2 separate regions of the Mus musculus genome follow, and region 2 is linked to region 1. Evidence: chromatin contacts called from public Hi-C data. All regions are on one chromosome and are shown on one strand. Each heading gives the region's core, a stretch centred on a gene start, on an enhancer-like site or on the middle of the called end of the contact. The rest is flanking DNA. Distances are from core to core; before and after follow the strand shown.

The links. A called contact is a pair of places that touch in the nucleus more often than the background predicts.
Region 2: a Hi-C map of bone marrow-derived macrophages shows a contact between it and region 1, with 16 read pairs. The contact joins two enhancer-like sites. A contact is called at or near these places in 1 of 39 promoter capture datasets (liver), 1 of 484 Hi-C or Micro-C datasets (bone marrow-derived macrophages) and 5 of 115 datasets of contacts at active chromatin or transcription factors (embryonic basal ganglia, embryonic stem cells, memory CD8 T cells and 1 more).

The regions. Positions count from the first base shown.
Region 1 is chr8:34,283,747-34,290,351 of GRCm38.p6, forward strand. No RefSeq gene overlaps it. Among named protein-coding and RNA genes, the nearest start is that of Gm29243, 70 kb to the left of the region's middle. Within about 2 kb of position 3,390, at least 38 of the 459 cell types and tissues checked have an H3K27ac peak or open chromatin away from gene starts, as enhancers often do. A contact at or near this core is called in bone marrow-derived macrophages, where this site is marked.
Region 2 is chr8:34,737,541-34,744,145 of GRCm38.p6, forward strand. No RefSeq gene overlaps it. Among named protein-coding and RNA genes, the nearest start is that of Gm46069, 51 kb to the left of the region's middle. Within about 2 kb of position 2,606, at least 48 of the 459 cell types and tissues checked have an H3K27ac peak or open chromatin away from gene starts, as enhancers often do. A contact at or near this core is called in bone marrow-derived macrophages, where this site is marked.

The DNA of each region.
Region 1 (6,605 bases), core at 2,140-4,639:
ATAGTTAGATTTAAATGTGCTACTTTTTCTATTTGTCATTTATTTTTCTCTTATTTTGCCTTTTCTACTTATTTTTGATAGTTTGATTTTAAGATATCCTCTTGATATATACCTCTTTCTTATTGTTTAGTGGTTGATGTGAATTTACAAAATACCAGTCTCCTTTAAAATTATAAATCATTTCTTCTGTTGCATAAGGTCTTTAAAACTCTATTCCTTTCTTGTCTTTTGTGCTGTTTTAGTCATATTATTCCTCCTCTATATGACATAAACTCTATAATGCATTAGTATTTTGCATTAACAAATTTCTTTTAAAAAGACTTACAATAACCAAAATGCCTTGGTGAATTTTCCAAGTTTAGTACCTTCATTGTTACTTTTATCTATGTGCGGGCTAAATTTTCCATCTCTTTTATCTCATTTTGTTTGAAGAATTTCTTTTAGTTGCAAATTTATATTTAATGCCAGTCTACTGGCAACTGAGACTCTCATGTTTTGTTTTTTTCTCAAAATAGTCTTTGTGTGTGTGATATATGTGTGTACATGTACATATGTACGTGTGTTTAGAGGACAGGTTCACTTCCAATGTCTTCCTCAGTCCCTCTTCATCTTATTCTTTGAGACAGGGTTTCTCTGAACCTGGAGCTGAGCGCTGTGCCTGCTACTTCATCTTTCCCTCAGGACTGTACAAGGAAGGATTCCATTACGGGTTTCATTTTCACCATAGGTGAAGTGTGTTTCTCTGGGACTCAGTGGAAGTATTTTCTCAACATTTCCCTTGCTCCTGCTTCATCCAATGACTGCTTTCTATCTGGGGCATCTTTACATGGTCATATTTTTCAGCTTTCAATGGTTGTAAGACACTGCTTGATCATTACGGGATTCTGAGCCAGATAGGTTTCTCCTGCTTCGAGAGGCTTTCTTAGGACAGTGGTAGAGAACTTTAACTTTGGTTTCTCAGGAGCAGCAAGAGTCTGCCTAGACTGGAGTGTGGGAGGCAGGAATGCCTTTGTTTCCTGGCAACTGTAGATGGTTACTTCATCTCAAGGAGTCTGCTAAGTGGGTGAGATTTCTCCTTTGTACCAGTGCAGCAAGTGTTCACAAGAGTACCAGTGCCACCCAAGGGCATCTCCTGCCCAGGGATGGCCCCACCCATCATCCTTTACGGTCAGATCTTATGTAGGCATCTTCCCAATTGAGGTTCCCTCCTTTCAGATATATCTTGCTTGTGTGTGAAGTTGACAAAAGACTAGCTAGCAAGAGAGGGTTCACAAGCATTCACCCCCAGCCAAGGAACTATTGATAGCTGATGTTTACTGAGGGACAGAAAGCCAGTTTTCTTTAAGTAGCCCCTGGTAGGTTGACCATGTCCTGTGGATGGCCTAGTACCTGTGAGTGTGTAGATAGCAGTAATTGGACTTGGTGAGCTACAACAAACAAACAGACAGACAGACAGACAGACAAACAAACAAACAAAAAGACATGAAGTTGGGAGGGATTAGAGGGAGAAGTGAGGGTTGAATACGATCAAAATGTATTGTATGCTTGTAGAACATTCTTGGATTTTTTTTTCAAATTATTATTCTTTAGACCTTTTTTACAGCCCAGTCTTCATCCCCTCCCAGTCCGCTCCCTAACTGTTCCCCATTCCATACCTCCCCCCACATCTCCAAGAGGATGTTTCCACACCCCACCCTATTCCACCAGACCTCCCCACTCCCTGGGGCCTCAAGTCTCTCAAGGGTTAGGTGCCTCTTCTCTCTCTGAGGCCAGACCCAGCAGTCCTCTGCTGTCAATGTGTAGGAGGCCTCATATCAGCTGGTGTATGCTGCCTGGTTAGTGGCTCAGGGGGTCTGAGAGATCTCGGGGGTCCAGGTTAGTTGAGACTGCAGATCTTCCCATGGGGTCACCCTCCTCCTCAGCTTCTTCCAGCCTATCCCTAATTCAACCACAGGGGTCCCTGGCTTCTGTCCATTGGTTGGGTGTAAGTATCTGCATCTGACTCTTTCAGCTGCTTGTTGGGCCTCTCGGAGGGCAGCCATGCTAGGCTCCTGTCTGCAAGCACATAGCATCCTTAGATTTAATAAAGACTGTTTATACATATTTAAAGGTTTGTTTATTTTTAATTTGGTGTATTTTGACTGTATGTGTGTCTATAGACCATGTGTGTGCAGTGCTCACAAAAGCCAGAAAAGTGTGTAGGAGCCTCTGGAGTCATAGATAGTTGTGAGGTGCCATGTGAGTACTGTGAGCCAATTCCTGATTTGATTCTATGCAAGAGCCACAATGAAAGACCCACAATGTGAGGACTTCCCCACGTTCTGACTCAGGAGAGGCGACACCCCAAAATCACCCACAAGAAACGGTCTTGCTGCAAATTGCAAGAGGATTTTTATTCAAGAGTGCTCTCGGGCCCACGGTCATACACCATGCAGGGGTAGAGGACCGTGTCGCGCCGAGTAGCTGGGTAAGGGGGTATTTAAAGGAAGAAACCACAACTCAAGGAAGTGGGGAGGGCGTTGTTGGAAGATACCAAAGATACCAGTTAAGAGTCACAAGGAAGTGTAAAGTTACAAGAGTCACAAGGAATACCTGGTAATTGTTAACTCTCAAGACAGCTTCTAAGAGCCTCTAACAATAGCACATTTGCATTGCAGGTTCTGGTAATGGCCAGGGTGACTTTCTTTGAATGAGCACTCTTTGAATCCAGGAAGCAGGTGGGTGGAGGAATGTCACTATCTGTTTTATGATTAGCATACCTTTACAAAGGCCACATTCCCCAGCCTGGGCCTAAAGGCCTAGAATTCTGTTTTTACTTTGTTATACTTTCAACATATGTTCTCGGCCATCGAGCTATCTCTCTAGTCTGTCTGTCTATCTATCTATCTATCTATCTATCTATCTATCTATCTATCTATCTATCTATCTATCTATCTATGAATCTATCTATCTTTCAGCTACACTGAAGTTACTATCTGTCTACAGTTCTCAACTGTGTGGTCTTGGAGGGATGATGCTTACAGACATAGCAGGGTGGACTCTCATCCAGTGTGTAGTATCCTCATAAGAGGAGAAGAGACATGGCAGAGACACCGGAAGACACTGCAAGGTGAATGGCTAGGAAAGCTAAGAAAGCCTGAGAGAGACAGAGAGAGAGAGAGAGAGAGAGAGAGAGAGAGAGAGAGAGAGAGAGAGAGAGAGACTCTGCTAGTCCCTTAATTATAAACTTCCAGTCCCTAGAAGGATGAAACACAGTTCTGTTGTTCTGACGTTTGTTTCAGGCACTCTAGGAGACCATCATGACTGGCTTTAAGGTCCACTTGCCCCAAATTAAAACCGACTCAGTAGGGAGCCTCACCAGGGAAACTGTTCTGATTGCTTTAATGGGTGTGACAAGACCCGGCCCAAACATGCATAGCACTTCCGAGTGGCAGCCCAGATAAAGGGGGCATGGCAGACAGAATATTTGCTTTTCATTCACTTGGCCTTCCCTCTTGCCACAGAGTTGTGTGCCCTAGCTGCTGCCCTCGACTGCTTTGCTTGTATCAGAAACAGCATTTCCTTCTTTCCATCATTGGCCAAGGACCAGCAGGTCTATCTCTCAGAGCCTTCCAAGTTTTGGCAGTAGATTGGGACATAGTCTTAAGGTCTAAGTAACTATAGGGCTCTTAACCTTTCTGGTGTGAGGTTGCTATTGTTACTATTTAAAAGTAAGCTGATTTAACAATATCTCTGCCTGTGTCTGTTTGTCTGTCTCTCTCTCCCCTCCCTCTCTCTTTCCCTCTCCCTGCCTCTCTTTCTCCCTCCTCTTCCCCCTTTCTTAATCTCTCTTTCAATACTATTTTGTTATTCTAGAGAACTCACTAACAAACATATATACACACTTAAGGCCTGAAGTGGTGAAGTGAAGGAAAGAAAATTACCTACATGGTGCTCTGGTCAGTTTCAGGAGGACACTGGCCTGAGAGAGAAGTTCTAGAATCATCCTCAGGCCTTCATAAGCTTGTCCCGTCTCTCTCTGGATTAAACTTAACTAGAAGTGTGAACCAGAAGTCAGGTGAGCCCATGTCAGTCAGCCTTCTAAGACAGCAGAATTGGGGAACACTCCATGGAAGATGCCATGGAGCATGGGGCACAAAGAGCCACTCCTGAGGGTTTTGCAAGATGAGGTGACTCTGTCAAGTTGCTTGTGGGAGATGACATGAATCTTCAAAGCACCACAAAGGCAGATCTGATGTTTGGCTGACTCACTGTGACCTTGCATGCTACAATCCAGCTTCCTGCTACTCCTGCTCCATCATCTTTGGAGGGGGTTAAGCTAGCTGGCTCCTGGTGATCTCATCTTGGCCTCACGGTGAGCAAACAGGAATGAGTAATTGTATGCCAGACAGTAAGAGAGCGAAAATACATTTCTCAAGATTCATAACTTGAATTTTTTATGACATTGAGCTGGTTTCGGTGAAGGAAACTTGTTGTCGATAGTAATTATACTTTTATAGCTTAGCTGTTGAATTCTTAAAAGAATGTGTTTTCAAGTTAATAGTCTCTTCTTAATTTAGTAGATTTGTGACATTTTTGTTGCTTATAATTTAAGTATCTCCCCACCCGTTTATTTTATCTGCATTTACATAGTCTGGAAGGCCCATTTAAGAGAAATATTTCCTTCTTTCCTCCCTCCCTCCCTTCTTCCCTCCCCCTCTTTCTTCCTTGGACAGGCTTATTGGGTTGTCCTGCAAGCTTATTGAGTTGCACTGCAAGAGAGCAGTGGTAACAGCAACAGAGGGACCACCTGCTTTTAGTTTCTAAATTTGGCTTTTATCAATATATTGTCAATATACTTGTTACATATTATCAATAATTTGACAGTGTATTACCAATGTCTTAGTCAGGGTTTCTATTCCTGCACAAACATCATGATCAAGAAGCAAGTTGGGGAGGAAAGGGTTTATTCAGCTTACACTTCCCACATTGCTGTTCATCACTAAAGGAAGTCAGGACTGGAACTCAAGCAGGTCAGGGAGCAGGAGCTGATGCAGAGGCCATGGAGGGATGTTCTTTACTGGCTTGCTTTCCCTGGCTTCTTGCTCAGCCTGCTCTCTTATAGAACCAAGACTACCAGCCCAGAGATGGTCCCACCCACAAGGGGCCTTTCCTCCTTGATCACTAATTGAGAAAATGCCTTACAATTGGATCTCATGGAAGCATTTCCTCAACTGAAGCTCCTTTCTCTGTGATAACGCCAGCTGTGTCAAGTTGACACAAAACTAGCCAGTACACAATATATTTGTTTTTGTTTGACATTTCATTTTCTTTCAGGCACTATTTCAGCATAGAATAGAGAAGAAAAGAGAGAGAAGGAAAGAACTAGAGAGAACAAATGAGAGATATAGATAGATAGACAGATTGATTGATTGATTGATTTGGACCTATGCATTCTTCAGCCACTGAACAACAAGAAGTTGCTTAATGATTTTTTTTTCTGTCCCTCGTTCAGAGGTGTCCTTGCACAGGGACTCCAGAGACTGGAATGGTGAGGCCTTTGTGGGTGCTGACACTGCTGGCTCAGAAACAAGAGCAGGTTTTGGGCAAAGGCCGAGAGGCTAATGATCTAATAATATTACATATCCCAGGTGAATGACATGGAGCCAACTGTCAGACTTCCTGGCGTCTCCAGTGTAAGATACTATCTTTGTGTGGTACTGTCATTCACCAAGGCTCTTCTCATTATACAAATCCACCATTACCATTTTTCTTTCTGCTCTCAAAATATTGTCAGTGACTAGGTCTTTGTCGACAACCTTCTGATGTCAACTCATCTCTCAGGGGAGGAGTCAGAAGAACTCTTAACGTGGTGACACAGGCAAGGAAACATCTAATGCAGGGACAAACAGCTGAATTCATGACAGACACATATAAGAACATATTCCAATGTTCTTTTTGTGGATTGCATCAAGGCCGTGCTATGTGCTTGTAAATGAGTGGGTAATGAGATGCTTTGATAGGAAGCAGGGCAGTAAGAGACATTGGCATTGACTCAGGCTGGGGCAAAAGAGCAAGAACAAGGATAGAAACATATATCATATATGCGATCAGTATTTCTAAAAAGTTAAGAATTCCTAAAGTAGGAAAATAATGAAGATGCATTCAGTTGATCGATGTCGGCACACTTGCGAGGTAAACTGAGGCTTGACTCAGTCAGCTGCACAGACCATGAGGTCATCATGAGGCAGCCGGATGGTGGAGGCTGAGGGCATGAGGCAGCCAGATAGTGGAGGCTGAGGGAGATGGTGAACATGGCGGCGAACTGCCTAGCCTTGATACAGCGATCACTTGCTTTCCATGCGCCATCGAGGTTTTGGTTGTACTCAGAGTGTTTTCCTGGTGTGAGTAACTGCCTCACCCGGGAAAGCTTTGATTCCTGTTTCCTTGCACCAAATAAATCCCAGAAGGATCAAATGTTTCAATGTAAAAAAATGTGGATCTATAAAAGCATGAGAGCAAAACTCTCAGGAACTAAGAAAAATCTTAGAACCAGGTACAGCTCTGTAGAGCACAGAGTGAGAATTAGAACAGTAAAGGGAAGGAGAGCAGGTTTGCTTACAGCC
Region 2 (6,605 bases), core at 1,356-3,855, 450 kb after region 1:
ATTTCCCACTTCACATTTTATCAATCTTTCTTGCTGGTTGTCAAAACTCTTAGCATTAGAGACTGAAGTTAAGGGATAAAATGGAACATGTCTGATTTGGGAGAAGGAAGACCCGTTTTCATTAGCAGTAAGCTGTTTCTCTATTCTCTAGAATCTCTCCAAAGCTCTGTTTTTCTTGCCATAAAATGGAAGATAGAAACATCTACCCTAATTTTCTGAACTGCTATTAGTATGATAATGAGTTACTTCACATGTATATGTTAAAGGACTATACAATTATAAGGTAAGAACTGTGCACACACTACACTGGCTGATGTTGACTGACAGTTGTCTACCTCAATTTTTTTTTGTTTCACCTATTAATGGAGATTTCATTGGGATGAGTGCTATGAGCTGTTCCAGAAACTACATGTCTTGCCTGTTCTTGTCTTTCAGAAGCTTCGTGGAGGTTTCTGGGAAACATTTGTTTTAGAGATGTACATGTGGGTCTCACCTCTTTCCCTTCAGACTTTCCTTTCTCCTTGCTACAGAACATGGATACTCTATTACAACTACAGGGCCAAATTAAAATCAAGTGAGAGAAAATACTAGAGACTGCAGACACCTTAGCTTTGATGAAGTTGGGCCGACGAGCTCCTGGTGATCAGATTTGAAAGTGCATCACAAATCAAAATAAACAGTCAACCGTGTGTGGTTTCTTTTCATTGATTCATTTTTTTGCTTTGAGTATATCCTAACCACACTTTCCCCTCCCTCTTCTCCTCCCTGTCCTCCCCCTCCATTTCCCCTCTCTTCCAGATCTACTCCTCCTCTTTCAGAAAGGAGCATGCCTCCTGAGGATATCCATCAAACTCAGTATAAAAAAATACAATAAGACTCAGCACATACCCTCATATCAAGGCTGGGTGAGAAAACAGGTGTGATTTAATTATTAATAAATGTTAACCCCACTGCTCTTCAAGAAAAATAAACCCACAAATTTTAGGATCTGTTATTTGTTGTGATTTAAGGTTTTCTACTAGGGCTGATTTCAAATGACCAGTGTGACATCATTCTGATGGTTCACATTGATCATTCATTTGACTGCCTAGGAGGATTGATTGTCTGGGGGGGGGATTTATAAAGTATGATTCTGGATGTGTCAGTGAGAGAATTTCCAGAGACAATTAGACCCCCAAGAGCTCTATCAAGGAACAGTCCCTTGATGGATATATCTTTCCCTGGCCCCTTTATGTGTTCTGTGTTCCCTGACCACCTTGAAGTGAATGTCACCGTGATGTATGTATTTCAGGCCAGGCTACCATAGAACTCTCTGAACAGAGAAGCAAAGTGAAGCCCACCTTCGTGATGTTGCTCTCTTACAGCTTTTGCTGATGGTTTCACTAAAGTAACTAATGTCGTCACACTATGCAAAGATATACACAGGAGCACACCATGCAGCAAGGCAAGTGTACCTGAGTGAACTAACAGATATTAATAACCCCAGGAACAGACACAGAATAGCATGTACTAATGTCAATAGGAAGTGATAGGTTTTGGGGTATTTTTCACCTTGGCAACATGTTTTTTTTTCACTGTTGAAGTTTGGACCCAAGGCTTTGTGAATGCTAAGCAAGAACCTTATAACTGAGCTATATTCTAGGGACAAAACATAAATGATCAAATTTTATATAAGTTTTCAGTTATAAAAATATTTAATATTTACCTTGCAAAATGCCTAGGAATTCATTCATAAGCTCCATCATTTCCATGTATGCCAGCATTGCACCAGACCATGTTATTAAACATACATTATTTGAACTGATGTAATAATTGTGTTTTGGGGGCACAGCGTGATATTTGAATGAACAAATACGAAGACTAATAATCAAATCAGGGGACCTGGCACGTCTCTCACCACAAGCTCTGACCCTCTCATGTTGAAAACATTCAAAATTCTCTCTTCTATCGTCTTCAAAATGTACCGTGGCTACCAATCATGGTCACCCTATGGGGCTGTAGGACATCAGAAATCATTCGTCCTATTCTGCTTCACCCTTGTCCTATCATAGAAGGAAAATTTCAGAAGTCCGCCAGGTCCTAAGGTACTATTTAAGAAGAGGAAGACAATTCTGTGCTGATTTGGAGAATAGCTGATCCAAAGTCATACAAAAATATCATGGCTTATGGTATTTCTAGTAGGATCCAATTTGTTCACGTGAAATTACTTTAGAGCTTGCTGTAGCTCTGTATTCACCATCAAGAGCTGCCTGCATCAGGGGCGCAGGTTAAAAGATGGCTCAGTGGCTAAGAGCATTCACTGTTCTTCCCAAGAAACTAAGTTTGCTTTCTGCACCCATATCATTGGGCAGCTCAGAGCTGTTGCAGGATTTTCCGTGTCCAATTACATTAGGGCAGCAGGAGGACTGTGATTGGACAGGGGAAAGGGAGGCGGAACTAAGAGTTGCAGAGTCTGCGTCTCAGAGAGGAAGGAAGATGGCTGATTAAGGCCATGCTGGTTCACATCGGCCTCTATTCTCCTCCTTTCTTCCTACCTTCTCTGAGATGCTCTCTGTCTCTGCAACTCTTAGCTCCACCTCCCTTTTCCCTGACAAATCACAGACCTCCTCCTGCCCTAATGTAATTGGACAGGGGAAATCCTGCAATACATAGCTGCCGGTAATTCCAACTCCATGAGATTTGACACCTCTTCTGGTCTCTATTAACATCTGCACACACGGAAAACACACACACGCACACTTAATTTTTTGTTGTTTTTGGTTTTTGGTTTTTAAGACAGGGTTTTTCTGTGTAATACCGGCTCTCTAAGAACTCACTCTGTAGACCACGCTGGCCTCAAATTCAGAGATCTGCGGCTTCTACTTCCCAAGTGCTTGGATAAAAGGCAAGCGCCACCACTGCCGGGCTCAATTTTTTTTTAAGACCTACATTTCTCTTTCCTGTGACTGTGGTTAGGTTAGTTTCAGAACGGGCTGTGTTAGTCATCTATTGCGCTATGAAAGACACTGTGATGTCTAGTACTTCAAATAAACCACTTTTCGTGCTTACAGTTCTTAGGGTCAGTAAGTGGGGCAAGGATTGAGAGGTCAGGTGACTTTTCCTGACACTGCCCGATGTTTTGGCAGGAGAGCTACTTAGACTGAAGGATGCCAACTAGGGTTGCTCAACTGTATTCTACATAGTGTCATTCTCTAGTGGGCTAGCCTGGTCTTCACACAGCAGTACCATTTTTCTATGAGGATGTAGACAGATGCAAGGTATCCTGAAGCCTGGCCTTAGAAGTCATATACTGCCATACTCTTGCCCCCAGTGTTCTACTGGTCACAAGGGCAGTCCGGCCTGAAAGGCTGAGGAAAGAGACTTGAAGGGAGGAGCTGCAGACTTTGTGACTGCCTTGAACCTACCATATCAGTATACCCCATCTAATGTTATCATCTTGCTCTGATGCCTACCCTCCCGCCTGTGTTCACAGCGATGCTGTTCTAAAGGGTAAGAGTTGAAACCCTTTCCAGAGACGCCTCAGCTGTGGTCAGGTGTCTGCAGCCTCATCGCTTCTTCTGTAGCTGTTGATAAGGCCAGGCCTAGCGAAACGTTCTTCAAACCATTTACCAGTATGACCTGCAGAGGCGGCATAATGGCCCCAATTTACTCTCAAGAGAGAGATGAGGAGGGGAACGGTCGCTTCCTTTACACTGGGTGCCCTTTCACGGCCCCCTTGCTGACAAGCCTGTATTAGTCAAAGACCAATAAGTGTGCTGACATTTGCTGAGAGCTGTTACCTTTAGAGACGTGGATAAATGTGCTAATGAGAGAGTTTTCTTGAGGGCTCTTATATGCAGGATGACTCCAAGCCATGGCCGAATGCAAACATCATCAGAACAGTGTGTTATACTTAATAGCCCAGAATGCTTCTGTAATACTTAATCCCCGTATACTTGTGACAGATCGGCCTCTGAAACAGGAACGCAGCCCCGGGGGAGAGAACGGCTTTAATCATCAAGCTTCAGGTGGGAGAGTACTACCAACGAATGACTTCCCCACGCCATGCAGCTCAGAGGGTCTATAAATTTCCAGTCTATTCAAGACGGAAACCAAAAGAATCATTTGCTATCAAACTGTTTTTTTCAAGCCATATACAGCATAATTCCGAAAGAGGCTGTTTCACGTACTTCCTAGGCAGAGAAAGAGGCCAAGGGGAAAAGACTTTTATATTACACAAAAACTTTACTTTTGAATGCTCAGTCCGAAGGACTGTGCTTGTACAAGCCACACAGGTAACTGGAGTTCAAGGTTAGGCAGAGTTTTATCCAACCCTTCTTGAGTTTTCAAGTTCTATCCAAACTGTTATCCATTGTGGGTGTTAATTTATTCATGTATGGGGACTTCTTTCTTCATCATACCTGTTACTTTCCAGCATCCCTTGGATTTTTCCAGTGTCCCCCATTTTAATCCCCGCCCCCCCACAGAATTTCTTCTGCTTTAACTTAAACATTGTTGCATAATGCAGAATCCATTGTGAGTGTCTCCCTAAACAAAAAAAAGAGACTTAATCTCAATGTTGATCTCTGGTCCCCATACACTCCTCATATTTATGCATGTGAGCCACCCCACATACACATGTGAACATGTAAATAGTCACATGTAGTCCAAGGGCAGTGTTAGATCAGTGTTCATAGTCATCCCCAAAAAACACTAAATATCATTCATGAGTGTTATGGAAAAGAACACAGGCCCACAGATCCACAGCAAACCAGTGACTCACCCACCTTTAAGAGTGAAAAGCAAATACGAGCACAGACACCACCCACCTGAGAGATGCAAAGATGATTTAAAACATTTCTTTGGTGGTGATAAGCAAGCTAATTTGGAATCTGATGTCAAAATCTCTGTCTGGAGGCTACTTGAAGCATCTCTCTGACTACCAGAATACAGCGTCCTGTCAGGAAAACAAAACCACAGAAATACTGTTCCGGCTGGGGAGATGGCTCAGTGGGAAAAGAGCTTGCTGCATAGGCATGGGAATCCAAATTCTACTTTTAAAAAAAATCCATATCAAAATTTAATTTTTAATTAATTTAAGTTTCAGTTTAATATTAAAATAACCCATGTGAAAAGCCAGCCATAGTAGTGAATATGTAATGTAATGTCCACAGTAGTGAACATGTGATGTAATGTCTACAGTAGTGAATATGTAATGTCCACAGGAGTGAACGTGTGATGTAATGTCCACAGTAGTGAATGTGTGATGTAATGTCCACAGGAGTGAACGTGTGATGTAATGTCCACAGGAGTGAATGTGTAATGCAGTGTAGTGCTATTATTGGAAGATGGAAGGTAGAGACAGGAGACACTGGAAGGGAGTACACATGCAGCAGTGTCTCATACACACACACACACACATGCACGCACACACACACATACATACACACACACACAAATACACACACAGACACATGCACACACACAGACACACACACAGACACACACTGTTGTTGGGTACTATATTTTGTTGTTGATGTTGTTGTTGTTGTAATTCACCCATGGATTACATCCTTCCGTTTGAGAAATCGTTTATTCAAACAGAACACAGAAATAAATGCAGGGCCATTTTGAAGGAGGCAAAACTTTACGTCCACCCTTTTAGGGTGCCTGACTGGGCCGGCAAGTTCCACTGGAACAGGAACAACTATCAGAATACATAGAGCTGCTGTACACAGAAGCCCTGGGGCAAAGCGGGGCTCTGGAAGAAGTGAGAAAGCCCAAGTGCTAAGCAGTAGGTTAAACAAAGACTATGGTGACGTCATAACAAGACCAACGGGCTGGGCCTGGGGCAGCTGATTCTGGAAAAGTGCCAAGGAAGGGCCAGGCTGGCTTACATAGGTTTGTCGCACAGCATCTCTTATTCTGCTTCTTCTCTGGAGATAAATATGTGTCTTTCCTTTCCATGCAGGGATACCTTCCATACAGAGGCCTCTTCTCCAGCTTTCATTGAGGACATGGGAGCTGCACTGATTTTTTTAAGCACCCCTGAACTCTCTATGACCTCTATGACTAACGGGCATCTTGTGATACCATCTGTTCCCTACCAGAGGCATTGAAAGGATGAGGCATTCACCTGTTTCTGATAATGGGTGGGCTTGGTGCCTATACATTCTCCATCACCAAAAATGTCTTGAGGGAAAGCCTGGTTCTCAGAGAAACTCACCTCACTTGATAATCACCAATGAGCCCTAAGCAATGCTTTCAACAAGCAGGCTCTTTCACTATACCATTCCTTACAGAACAAACTTAATACCCAGTCACTCAGTACTCAGGTACTCTCAGTACTCAGGAAGCTGAGGCAGGGGGACCACAAAACTGGGGATGGCTTACCTACACAGTAAGGTAAGCCATCTTTCTTTCTTTCTTTCTTTCTTTCTTTCTTTCTTTCTTTCTTTCTTTCTTTCTTTCTTTCTTTCTTTCTTTCTCTCTCTCTCTCTCTCTTTCTCTCTCTCTTTCTTTCTTTCTTTCTCTCTCTCTCTCTTTCTTCCTCTCTCTCTTCCTTCCTTTCTTCCTTCCTCCCTTCCCTTCCCTTCCCTTCTCTCTCCTCTCCTCTCCTCTCCTCT